Regions from separate parts of the Gossypium hirsutum genome. Here region 2 is linked to region 1. A link is a contact called in public Hi-C data. All regions are on one chromosome and are shown on one strand. Each heading gives the region's core, a stretch centred on a gene start, on an enhancer-like site or on the middle of the called end of the contact. The rest is flanking DNA. Distances are from core to core; before and after follow the strand shown.

Region 1 (3,766 bases), core at 912-3,411:
AAATTGGAAAACAAAAGCATTTAAAGAGATATATAGAAACATAAGGAACACACTGATGGTTGAGGTGGAAATGGCTTTTGCCGATTCAAACCCTAAAGATTCACTTGTTGTAAGAACTTTACCTGAAAAACCACGTGACCCTATAAAGATTACTCTCAACTCCAATGTGAACCGGAATAGCTTGAGTTTAGACAATGTACAAATTTTGGGTTTATATAATGTTTGGTCCTTCAATTTGGTAGTTATATCCACTTTGGTTCATTTTGAAACCTGAACTTGACAACTAAGTTCAACTTTGGTCCTAAACTTAGAATACATTAAGATTTGATGACGTGACACTTCGAGATTGTACCACGTTATCACCTAAAATTTAAACGTTTACATTTACCAAATTCAGGATCAAAATGGATGTAGTTGTCAAGTTTAGGTACCAAAATGGATAGAAAAAGGAACAAGTACCAAAATGTACCTAATTGCCAAGTTCAAGGACTAAAAATTATATTAACCCATAAATTTTTAGGCTTAAATCACAATTTAACTTCTGTATCATTTGCCTTTTCTCAGTACCTAAAATTTTTTTGTCCACTTCGTACCTAAATTGTCATTTTTATCTTAATTTACCAAAAAAAAAAAAAATTGTCCATAAGAGTATGAAACGTGGCATATTCTTATTGGACATCAGTAATTTTTTTGGTAAAATAGATGAAAATGATAATTCAAGTACTAAAATGAGAAAAAAAGTTTCAAGTACCAAAATTAAAAAAAGAAGTTATAGTTCAAGGACCAAATTATGATATAAGCCAAATACGTATATAATAGACTCATAGATATTTCAAGGTACTAGACTGGCAGAAGTCTTCTTCTTCCACAAATTAACAATTTAATCATCCCCACCCATAAATTCAAATAAACAATTAAGAAACAAATAAACTATGCATGTGACCAATCATTAATAAGCTAGAAATGGGCTTAACCTGAAACTGAGATTGAACCAGGTAACTCCCAAGCTTCCGAGACGACGGATCCCGGGCCGGCTTCCCGCCGACAGAGACAACGACTTGATGATGGGTACAAAAACTCCGCCGGCTCTAGCGGTAGTACTAGGCATCGCCGGTGCAATCAAGGCCTCACTCAAAGTCAACCCATAAGACAATCCCAAGGTGCTTTTTCCCAACCATTTGACGAAGTAAGTAGCGATCCTATCACCGAGCCCCGTTTTAACGAACCCACGAGCGAAGAAGAATGAAATAACGATCAACCAAATCACTTCGTTGGTGAAGGCACCGAAGGCGGTGGTGAACGGCAGCGTTCCGGTAACGATGGAAGTTGTGAGGCCTAAGAAAGCCCATGCGCCGACGGGTAAAGGGCTTAAGACCAGACCGGTGATTGTTGACAAAAAGATGGCGAAGAGTTGCCAGGCTTGGAGTGTTACTTCCACGGGTATGGGGATTAGGAATCGAACAATAAGGCCGATTGAAATTGAGATGAGGAAAGGGAGGAGTTTAGCTCCTTGTGGCGGCGGCGGAGGTGTTGTTTGAGGTGGTGGGTCTTTGTCGTTTTGAGAAGTGGCACGGGTAAGGAAAAGTAAAGGGTTTCTTCGTTTGGGAAGAGGGGAAAACAAGAGAGAATTGAGAGGGGATCGGAGGGAGGGGAATGAAGATGGCGGGAAAATGGACGGCGGGGATGATCTGGATATGGGTTTAGAGCGGGAATGGAGGGAAATGCCGGGATTAAGTGAGAAAGGAGTAGTGGTGGTGGTGGTGAAGGAGCAGTGGAGGGCTAAACTCTCCATTGTTTGGATGCCAAGAAAATCAACAGAAAGAGAAAACACAAATCAAACTCTGGAGCACCTTTGAATTTTGATTAAAATTAAAAACAAAAAAAGGGAGAAATCCCAAAGAAAGTGGAACCGGTGAGCAATTGCCAGTAAATGGAGTGGGAAATTTTTTTATCTTTTTCCTTCTGAAATTATACCTTTGTAACTTACTTTCATTTCTATTTTTGCTGACAATTGCAATGCAATAATTCAACAGGAAATGAAATTTATTTAGAAAGAATCTCTACCTTCTTCTTGGCGACAAGTATTTATTTGCCGTCGTTCTCCACAAGTATTTATTTGCCGTCTTTCCTTCGGCATGTGGTGGAAAACATTATTACAAATAAATATGTCAGATTTTTTATTGAAATTTCGTACTGAATAATATGGATAACTTTTTCAGTAATAAAATGGTAATTTAATTATTCAAAAAAAATTTAGACATGAGTGATTATATGGTTGCGAGAAGATAACGTCACCGTTTTTAAAATGGGTAAAATGGTAAATTTAATTTAATTTTAATTTTAATTAAAAAAATTAATCTTTAGACTTTACATATTTTAGAATTTAATTTTTTTAACTATTTTATATAAAAAAATAAATTTATTAATTATATTTAATAAAAAATATACTAAAATTAGAAATATAAAAAAATCAACCATCAATGTCACTAATAAAAGTAAAATTACAAAAAAAAGAAAAGAAAGATCAAATTATATCATGTGTAAATGTTAAAAGTTAATTAGTTTGAAATTAAGACTAAATTTACATAATATATAAATGTTAAGAGTTAAAGTTACTATTATAACAATTTTAAAAACAATCAAGTTAAATAATTTAATGGCCACTGACAAAAAAAATTCTAATAATTAAATGACTAAAACTAAAAAAATCAAATTATCATTTCTTAATTTTTTATAATTTATTGATAAAAATTATTAATAATTAATAACTACTAATATAATATACCTTTTAAATAAAATATCTTTTAAAAATTAGAACGTGAAAATTATGAGGAAAAGGCGAGAGCTAAACTACTTATAGCAACAAAAATCAGGCCTCCATGGCCCAATATGATAGACAAGGTCTTTTGTGATATAGTTCACGGTCGCCTTTTACTATATTCTTTTGGTATAAATTTTTCGCTATAATTAGATTTATTTTAATATTTTAATATAATTTTTATTTTACTTGATATCTGAATTTGGTAGTTATATTTATTTTGGTCTCTAAATTTAGATTTCATTAAGATTTAATTATATGATTAGTGTTATTGGAATAAAACTAGATTGTTCAGTCGAACCGATTAGTGTAATGGTTAAATAAAAGGGTCGAATCAATTGATCTGGAAAATGTTTGAAATTGGTGAAAAGCAAACATTGAAGCAAAAACTAGTAGTTCAACAAGTTGAACCAGTTTAATATTTTTAATTTTTTATTATAAATTTTTAATTATTGTTGATCTAGCAATTGAACTGATCAAATCAATTGAAATGAAAAATATTGGTTTGATCTGTTCAACCATTGGTTTGGTTATTAGAACATTTTATATGACATTTTATGATTATACCACACAAACACCTTAAATTTTATATAATTTTTTTAATCTTCAAGTGATGATGTGGCATAATGTCAGAGTGCCACATCATCAAACTTTTATAATTTTCAAGTTTAAATATCAAAATGAATCTAGTTGTCAAGTTCAGATACCAAAGTGAATAAACAAGGCACAGGTACCAAGACTAGTTGCAAAGTTCAGGAGCCAAAAATTATATTTTTTTTATTTTAAAATTATGAATCTTGACCTATTAGTCAAAAGCATTCAACACGTTCCTGAGGTCGCGGATCGATCTGTAGGTTCTATCTTGTGTGATAGTCTAGATGCGTATATGAGTTTGAAATTGTATTGCATAAAAATATTAAAATTATATATGAAGATTAATATAATGTG
Region 2 (3,766 bases), core at 779-3,278, 890 kb after region 1:
TTTCGGTACTTTTGCTAACAGTGCATCTTGCTTAGAGTGTTTTTTCTCTACAAATTTCAACCTCTACTATCTGGGGCATTTTTTCAGAACCCATCTTGTTAAAAATATTTTTTTAGTACTCCGAGTTTCAATTTTTAATAAAAAATAATATATGTTTAGTATAAATATTAATATTTTAAATATCGAATTCAATTATTGCAATTATTAGGTTAACATTTTATCAAATTAAAACCTTAAAACCTAACCCTAAAACCTTAAGAAATCTAAACAACCTAAAACCATAATAACAAAACCCTAAAACCCTATTAATAAACCCTAAAACCTTAAATTTTATAAAAAAAACCCTAATAAAATACCAGAAAAACGAGTTTTCCTTAAAAAAGACTCCAGTTGAAAGTGTTTTTTTTATAAAAAATGACCCATTCCTGTATTTTTTCAAAAAACGGCTTATTTTTGTATTTTTTTAAAAAAAAGGCTTTATTTGGTAATTTAGTCGTAAATTTATATTTTGACTTCCAGAAGAAGAAAATTATGTTTAATCCTTCCAAAAATGATAAAATCATAAATTAATATATTAGAAAATTATGTTTTGATTTCTCAAAAAAATATTATTCAATCTTGCCACCTAAAAACAATTTGGATAGGCCTGCATGATAGTCTGAGACCGGTGGTTATCATAAGACGAAGCATGCCAATTTTAAAGCGGAGGTAGATGTGGTTAAACTTATTCATGAGTCGGGCTACCTGTCTAGGCCCGAAAGCCTACCCAAAATTTGGGGGGTTTGGGCAAAACAGTCAAGCTCAAGCCCGATCTAGCTATTTTTAAGTTTATAATTTTTTATATTATGTTATTTTTATATATTATGTAATTTATAACATATTTAAAAAATAAACTTATACTAAATATATAATTCCAGTCTAATGTAAATATTAAAATAATGTTAAGATGACTATATAAAAATTTTCAATAAATAAAAAAATATAAAGTTATTAAATATTAAATTGAAATGATATAAATATATATTTTTAAAAATTTTAAAATAATATAGATGAACCTAAAAATGGACTTAATTAGTCTTTTGCAAATATAGATGAATTTTGACAAAAATTATTTTAAAATAATATAAATAAACCTAAAATAGACTAAATCGTCTATCTTTTGTAAATATAGACGAATTTTGACAAAAATCTTTGCAAATATACATTTCGGACTTAACAACATCACTTCCCCTACTCTATTATAATCTTTAAACACAATATTCAAAGATAACAACTTAGTTAAGCAAAATATTTAGAATTATAAGGATATTAAATTAGTTTATGTTAAAATATATTCTTAGTGATTATATTTTTTTATAAAAATTAAGATTTAATATTTTTCCTTAAAAAGTTAATAATTAAATTCTACTACTTTTTTTTTTTACAAAATTTTATTCTACTCATCGATATTATTAGTAATTTTTGTCAAAATTTCCTTAGTATAAGGCATGTGTATTGGATCCATAATGATTTGCTTCTAAAGTTGGTATGATTACGTAAGCGTATTGATGATAATTTTTAATGTATTAGTAATATTTTCATCAATAGATAATGTTGTAAAAATCAAATTAAATTAGTGGTTCAATTAGTCAAACAATTCATTTTCAATTTAAACGATTAAGCCATCAGTTCAATAATAACTAAATAAAAATAAAAATTTCATAAAAAATATAACAAAAACATAATCGACCATTATTTTTTTGTTTCAATTTTTTATTAATTTATAACTATTTAATCTAATTTTTAATTATATATCACCAATTGGACAACTTGAACCACCCATTTTCAATTTAACCAATTTATCGAATTTAGTTGTGAGTTGTGACAACATTAATGATCTTTAAATTGAAACAAATGATGATTCTATTTTCAACCCTTTTTAAGTATAAGGATTAAATATCAAGCCTCACTGAAGCACAGGGACTGAAAGCGAAATTTGACCATTGGTTAATACCATAGAATAGGATTACTCGTCCAAGTTTCCAACTTTCTACCAAATCATCAAATTCCAAGAAAACAGACTTGCCTAGTTTCTACTACCAAACAGAGACCTCCATGTGGCAACGCAGAAATTGGGCTATTCAGCCAATCGCCACCAGCCATTACTGATCCTCCAATTCCCTTCAACCATCTCCTTTTTTTTTCATTTCTCCGTCTCATCCATGCTTTTCTTCGGCTCCACCCTAAACCCAGGCTGAGATTTCCTCGAATTTAACACAGTAATTTTCGAGGCCCATTTTTTCCCACAAACAAACCATCATGAACAACTAAACTAGTATTTGCTAACAAAATCCAATTCAAGGATTCATCCTCAAGCTTTGAAAACAACCAACAAAGAGGTATGCCATCTCCAATCTTGCCCATATCCAGCCACCCTTCCTCGTCCGCGTCGGCAGCCAAAACGGTGGTCAAAGCTAAGATCGATGCTGACCCATCGGCCACCATCCTCATTTCGTCAAAATTCGATCCTGAAAAGGCTATTCCTATTACGCCTGTCCTACCCAGAGCTTCGAGTTACAATTCCACAAGCAACGTTAACAACAATATTGTTTCTTTTGCCAACAACCATCAGCAGAGATTTCTCCGGAATTCCAGTGATAGCTCGCTCGCTTTGCTAGCCGATGAGACTCCCCGCCAGTCTATAAGCCGGGAAGTAGGCCATGTTGCTGACGAGACGTTTTACCTTTCTGGATTATGTTTCAAGCTCCTTAGTTATCTCGGGTGCGATACTTTTCCTCTGTATTGTTATGATTATACATCTTGGGCTTGGAATCTTTCTCATAGATTGAGAGGCATGCATGAATTTAATACCTGGGCTTGAAATGTGTTCATTTGATACCTGGAGTTGTAAGGGGTGTTAACTTTTATGTTAGTGATTGATGACCATTTATGTAAAAGTCCATGTACTCTGACTCTGCATTTCTTTAAGTACTTGTATCTTTTCAAACACATGAGTATGGGGATAGGGATATGATACTCCAAATATATGGACAAGCTTAGGAAAACACTCATTGTCAATTCCAAGTAACATAGTGTATTACATTGGAAAATCCAATGATGATTATTGATGAAGCTGTATTCCTGCTGTTAATTAACACCCATTCAAAGTTTTCAATGAAGAAATGTTGCACTTTAACTTTAGGGAAAAAAGAATCTTTGTCTTATAGCTAGGAAAAAAAGTGAGTAGAGATGGTTAAGCTGAAATTGAGGGTATTCTTTTTGGCAATATCAGAAAATGAATTAGTTAGCTGACTAGTGAAGATGTAGGAACAGTGTTTCATGCGTTGTAGTTCAAGAAAAATCTTGATGAATGTGAGTAGAATATACATGAGTTATTTAAGGAGATATAATTATTTAACAAACTCAATCTTTGGAGTTAGTTGAAGGAGATATATAAGTACGTTCATACATGAGGCTTCAAACTTCAAGATCGGTATGCCTTCATCATTTTTATGTCGCTCAAGGACTTGGAGTTTATTATTATTATTTTATTGTCAGCTGAGCTGCTAATATGACTTTTATGTTCAACTTTTCTAAGAGATGTGTCCTAATCGTTGACTATTTTTCAGGGTAGGCTATAGATGGATCACAAGGTTCCTTGCCCTTGGTTGTTATGCTATGTTGCTCATGCCAGGTTTTATTCAAGGTTATACTTATATTCATATTTATTTATTACTGTGTTTTTTTAATTGTTGCTTTTACTACTTGCTGTTTGCTTTAGGAGAAA

What was found. A called contact is a pair of places that touch in the nucleus more often than the background predicts.
Region 2: a Hi-C map of leaf shows a contact between it and region 1, with 1.6 times the contacts expected there. The contact joins the promoter of LOC107930773 here to the promoter of LOC107894083 in region 1. A contact is called at or near these places in 4 of 34 Hi-C or Micro-C datasets (callus and leaf).

Annotation. Positions count from the first base shown.
Region 1 is chrA13:16,143,070-16,146,835 of Gossypium_hirsutum_v2.1, forward strand. It overlaps LOC107894083 (dicarboxylate transporter 2.1, chloroplastic), which reads right to left and starts at 2,162. Exons shown (of 6, transcript XM_041084992.1): 1 at 2,065-2,162; 2 at 1,030-1,779; 3 at 975-1,027. The coding sequence starts at 2,137.
Region 2 is chrA13:17,031,298-17,035,063 of Gossypium_hirsutum_v2.1, forward strand. LOC107930773 (probable isoprenylcysteine alpha-carbonyl methylesterase ICMEL1) reads left to right here and starts at 2,029. Exons shown (of 10, transcript XM_041084994.1): 1 at 2,029-2,760; 2 at 3,614-3,685. The coding sequence starts at 2,700.